Regions from separate parts of the Danio rerio genome. Here region 1 is linked to region 2. The links are chromatin contacts, called in public Hi-C maps. All regions are on one chromosome and are shown on one strand. Each heading gives the region's core, a stretch centred on a gene start, on an enhancer-like site or on the middle of the called end of the contact. The rest is flanking DNA. Distances are from core to core; before and after follow the strand shown.

Region 1 (2,779 bases), core at 193-2,692, 130 kb before region 2:
TATGTAAATTAACTATAGTGTCCTGCACCTACTAGTAAATATCAAAAAGTATATATATATATTGAAAATGCATCTATAAAAATATAATTAAAAACATTTAAAATGTATTTGCATAAAATTGCATTGTCTAAAGTACATGAATGTTAAGACATACAATAAGATATTAAAACAACTAAATTCTTATTTATTTAAATCACAACTAATTTTATATAACTTAGCATAATTTGTGCATATATTTGTTACTTTTTTTAGATACTTAGATGTAGCTGATGCTGATCGGTCAGCTTGTATTTTTGGTTTATTGTTCTTGTATTTTTTTAATTGAAAGTGTATTGGTTTATGTTATAAATTTCCTTGTTTCCAATTGGCTTGAGTCTGAGGTCACATGATCCCCTTTGATTGATTTAACCTGCGAAAGTTTGTTGGGACAGCATAGTGAGATCTCAATGCAGGCATCTGTAAATGCTCCTGCGTATTGTACTGCTGGTTATCAGGCCAACACAGTAAATGAAACCTTGTTTGTATATTATTATATATTTTGATGTCCTTTTGATTGTGTCTGTGTAAAACATTTGGTTTGTTTGTTTGTTTATCCTTTATTTTTCACAGTGTAGTATTTGGGAAGTGTGCTGTTTTAATAACCAGCGAGTAGCTACATTAGATACTTTATAATGCATTATTCATATATCTATGTATGTAGGTAAATCGAATAAACTAAATTGACTATCTTGTATGGGTGTTTCTTAGTACTGAGTTGCAGCTCTGTAAAACATATGCTGGAATAGTTGGCAGTTTATTAGTTGCTGTTTCTTAAACTTGGAAAGGCGACAAGACTTTTTGTCAGGTAATGTATACGGAGAACATTTTTAATTCCACAAATAACCTTTAAGTGAAAAGATTATTACAGAACTATTCTTTTTCATAGTATGAAGAACATTTTCCACTGTAAAGAATGTTTTAGAGAATGAAAAGCTTCCATGGGTCAAAAGTTTAAATAATAAATAATCTTTATTTTGAACTCTCAGAAAATAACCTTTGCTGCTTGTTTCAACTCCTTATTTAAAATGAGTTAAAACAACACAATTCTTAAGCTATTTTGTAACAACTTAATTGTTTCATGTTCAGTTAACTTAACTTTGTAAAAACGATTAAATTAACTTCATCAATTTGTTTGGGACAACAATTGTACGTAGCAAAACATTTTTTACAGTGAAGACTGTGATTAACAGTGATTAAACATGACTATTTTTAAGTAGACTGCAATATATTTTCTAGCAAAGCTGTCTAATTCTAAATCAAAGCATTTTACAGTGTGTATTTAGAGGGTATGACTTCACCATTTCCACCGACAGCAGTGAAAACAGAAGGACTAAGATAGAAACAGAAGTCTGTGTGACATCCTGGTATTCTCATGCAAGGTCTTGTGATGCATGTGCTGTGATATATAAATATAGAGGCACGGCGAACGTGTCATCCAGAGGAAACGAACAATTTCAGCAGAGCAACAAACAGAGCATAAATCTGACAGCTGTCAAAACACCTGCAGTGTGCAGCTAATGGGAGTGAAGTGAACACACATTTACTAGCATGGCCATACAAATGCATAAAGGATTTAGGAGGTGCTGCAGTTACATTAATAACATGGGAACTCCTTCAATTTTTAATGCGAACAGTGATTTAATCAAATATTTGTAATATTTATAAATATATGAAATCTGTGTGAGAAATAGTGTGTTTTATGGATTTCTGAATAGATTTAAAGGGACTATTATTAGTGAAGTTTTAATTATTTTTCAAATATTTATCAAGTGATGTTTAACAAAATATTATTTGTTTTCGTCTTCTGGAGAAAATCTTTTTATTTTTAGTTTGGCTGAAATAAAAGCACTTTATATGCTTTTTAAAAGATAAATATTTTTAGTCCCCTTAAGAAATTATATATTTCAGAACAAATAACTGTATTTCAGTGTTTGCCATTGCCTAATCAATCTTTAGCTTAATTAACCTAATTATGTCTCTAAAATGCACATTAACCTGAATAAAAGTATCTTGCAAAATAACATTAATAATAACAAAAACAATAATGATGATAATATTAATATAAAAAAAATAGGTACTGTCAACTTAGCAAAGACAAAATACATTCATCATTCATTTATTTATTTTCTGCCACTTTTCCCGGGACGGGTCAAGGGGGCAGCAGTCTTAGGAGAGAACCCCAGACTTCCCTCTCCCCAGACACTTCCTCCAGCTCCTCCAGGGGGGTACCCTGAAGCGTTCCCAGGCCAGCCGAGAGACATAGCCCCTTCAGCGTGTCCTGGGTCTTCCCCGAGGCCTCCTCCAGGTGGGACATGCCTGGAACACCTCCCTAGGTTGGCATCCAGAAGGCATCCGAAACAGATGCCCGAGCCACCTCATCTAACTTCTCTCGATGTGGAGGAGCAGCAGCTCTACTCCGAGCTCCTCACCTTATCCATAAGAGTGTGCCCTGCCACCCTTCGAAGGAAACTCATTTTGGTCGCTTGTATCCGAGATCTTGTCCTTTCAGTCATGACCCAAATCTCATGACCATAGGTGAGAGTAGGAACCAGTAGATTGACTGGTACATCAAGAGCTTTGCCTTTCGGCTCAGCTCCTTCTTCACCGCAACGGACCGGTACATCGACCGCCTGACCGCCAATCCGCCTGTCAATCTCACGTTCCGTCCTCCCCTTACTCGTGAACAAAACCCCGAGATATTTGAACTCCTCCACCTGGGGTAAGGACTTTCCTCCAAAAT
Region 2 (3,053 bases), core at 265-2,764:
TGACTTAAAAGGCCATTTGTGTCCAATTTCCAACTAGGAAAGTTGCATTTGCAATAATTTTGGTAGCATGTGAAGAAAGCAATCACGCCTTCAATTTTCAGCTCTTCACCTATGAAGTCAGGCATATGAGCTTGTTGCATTCAAATGTGAAAAGAATGAAAATCCCTAAGGACAGCAGGCTTGGATTTAGGTTTAGACTCAGGGCTAGCTTGTTCATAAGATGTTTGGCATTCCATTACTAATTTGCAACATAACAGCAAAGTGTGCCCAAAATTCATTGCCAATCTACTTGTCAGCATTTTAATTTTAGTCATAGGCCTATGCTAATCACTGATTATTCATTTATTCATTCATTTTCTTTTTGGCTTAGTTCTTTATTAATCTGGGTTTGCCACAGCGCAATCAACCGCCAACTTATCCAGCATATACACTACGGCCAATTTAGCTTACCTAATTCACCTATACCACGTCTTTGGACTTGTGGGGGAAACCGGAGTACCTGGAGGAAACCCACGCGAACACGGGGAGAACATGCAAACTCAACACCTAATGATGGGTTGCTGCTGGAAGGGCATCCGCTGTGTTAACCAAATGCTGGATAAGTTGGCGGTTCATTCCACTGTGGCGACCCCAGATTAAAAAAGGGACAAAAAGAAAATAAGTTAATGAAAGTATGCAAAACAATATGTTAAACAGGCCTTTATGTAAATATGCACTTCTTTAACTGTAAGGTTATATGTAGGCATAGGACGATAGGTATACCGCGGTTTGGAAAAGTCAAGGTTTTAAAACCGCAACATTTTTCTGTTATATCAATCCTAAGAATACATTTTTTTAAAATGTTTTTTTGTAAATGAAGAGAGCAGAAATCCTTTTAATTATGTAGACATGTTTACTGCTCCAAAATATTTTAAATGTTTCCTAAAATTATTATTATTTTTTTTTTGTGTGTGTTCTTTACTCAGACATTTAAAACATATTTCAGAGTAGTGGTCACAATACCATAAGTGAAACCGTTGCAAGCCTATTTATTCAAGGCTATGATACCGTCAGAAACTTATACTGGCCCTTAGTTATATTTGTCTCTTTTTAGATATAAGCTGAGCTTATGTCACGTTAAAAACGTTATAGTTATAGGCCTAAAAACATATATCACTTTTAAAATAGCTGCTTGTTAAAAGCGAGTTTATTTAAACAGTGTTGTACAATAGCGACCTCTAGCGTTCAATGCGTTAAAATATAAAAATGAATGTGTCAATTATGTTTAAATGTGAATTAAAACAATTTCATATTCTCATACAATGTTTATCAGCGTGAGATTTTTTTTTTCTGTTTAAGTAGATGGCTCTAGTAAATTTCGCTTTCGGTTTTTTAAAGTTGAACACAGTTGTAGAGGCCACACATGGAAGTGAAACTGTGAAGAAGAACTCTGAATGCACATTTAAGCAAAGCCGTCATGTGCACTTCCGTGTAAAGGGCAATAATAATGTAAGAAGAAGCATGAGTTAGTCTTGTGCATTGCTTGCAGAGAGAGTGACACATTTTCATCATGACTGATCTTCACAGCTGGTTCCTCTCATCATGGATTCTCTGCTGCCTGACGAGTGAGTTTCACATTTATATAGGCTACTGAAACCTAAAAAAAAAGAAAAAAAAAGAAGAAGAAAAGTAAAAAAGAAGAGTTTGTTTATTTACTTTTTGCAATTCTAAATAATATATTTACATGCCAATATCTAAAATAATGTGGATTTATATAAAATATGACACAGTGATTTATTTCATTTGGAAACATTAAATGGGCTATATTTCCTATAAATAAAAATATCTTAATGGATTTTAATATGTAAATTCAAGGGTAGTTTGAATGTATTTCGTTTGTCTTGCAGAATTTGGATTTACACTGTAATGAAACATAGAATAACCTAAAAGTTAGCAAATTTATTAGTCTTTCTCTCAAATTTTTATTTTAATATTTCAGTATTTCCAATAATATTTTTTCTTCTGGTGAACGCCTTGTTGTATTTTTATTTTAATTTTTTTTTTACCTATTATAAGTTTAAACTATTATAAGGTCAATATTAAACTATTTTTTAAACTATTTAACACTTTTTTTTCTTAACTTTTTTACTTTTTAAACTATTATAAGGTCAATATTATTAGCCCCTTTTAGCTATATTTTTTGTATTGCCTACAAAACAAACTATTAGGTTTAGAAATGTGTTGAAAACCCCCTCTTTCTGTTCAACAGAAATTAAAGACAAAAACAAAAAAAACAAAACAAAAAAAAAATACAGGGGGTTCAATAATTCAGGAGCAGCGGTGGATTTAACCATTAAGCAAGGTAAGCGGCCACTTAGGGCCCCAGGAAATCTGAGGGCCCCCAAATAAATGCCTAGAAGTAAATGAAACCTATAAATTATATATAACATTGTTTTCTATCCTATTTTGTATGAGGGTCTAAAAATTGTTTTTATTTGAATCTTCTACTTCCATCATGGACCAGTCTAGCTGGTATTTAAGTAAAGATTTAATTTTAAAAACCAAATAGTTTTATTTATTATGTTTAGTTGTGAATTCAACTTAAGAAAACAAATCATTTCAAAAGTTTAACAAGGTACTTTATATATTATTATTGTTTTGTATAAGGATAGAATACAGAAAAAGAGATAGAATTATATATAAAAAAGCAGCAAATTAATAATAATAAAAAAATGTAAGTACAAAAGTTCCATTTTACAACTTTCGGCTGGAATTGCTTAGGGCCCCAAAATGACTAAATCCTCCCCTGTTCTGGAGGGGTAATAATTCTGACTTCGACTGTATATTAGTTTTTAAATGTAATTATTTGTTGTACTGTCCAAATTTGGTGGTTCATTCTGCTGTGATGACTCCTGAAAAAATCAGGTACTAAGCAGAAGGAAAATGAATGAACAAATATCCTAAATCATGCCTATTTGAATCACTGTTTCACTGCCAATGTAAATCTACACTGTAATAATATATGACATTACAGTATATATTTTGTTTGCAAATGTAACACATAAGTGCTATTA

Evidence for each region. A called contact is a pair of places that touch in the nucleus more often than the background predicts.
Region 1: a contact with region 2 is called in a Hi-C map of embryo, with 2.5 times the contacts expected there. The contact joins the enhancer-like site here to the promoter of havcr1 in region 2. A contact is called at or near these places in 4 of 18 Hi-C or Micro-C datasets (caudal fin, embryo, hematopoietic stem cells and 1 more) and 1 of 4 datasets of contacts at active chromatin or transcription factors (caudal fin).

The regions. Positions count from the first base shown.
Region 1 is chr21:32,350,529-32,353,307 of GRCz12tu, reverse strand. No RefSeq gene overlaps it. Among named protein-coding and RNA genes, the nearest start is that of adra1ba, 26 kb to the right of the region's middle. Within about 2 kb of position 1,442, at least 4 of the 62 cell types and tissues checked have an H3K27ac peak or open chromatin away from gene starts, as enhancers often do.
Region 2 is chr21:32,217,786-32,220,838 of GRCz12tu, reverse strand. havcr1 (hepatitis A virus cellular receptor 1) reads left to right here and starts at 1,514. Exons shown (of 7, transcript NM_001002434.1): 1 at 1,514-1,604. The coding sequence starts at 1,550. It also overlaps a transcript of ppp3ca not described here.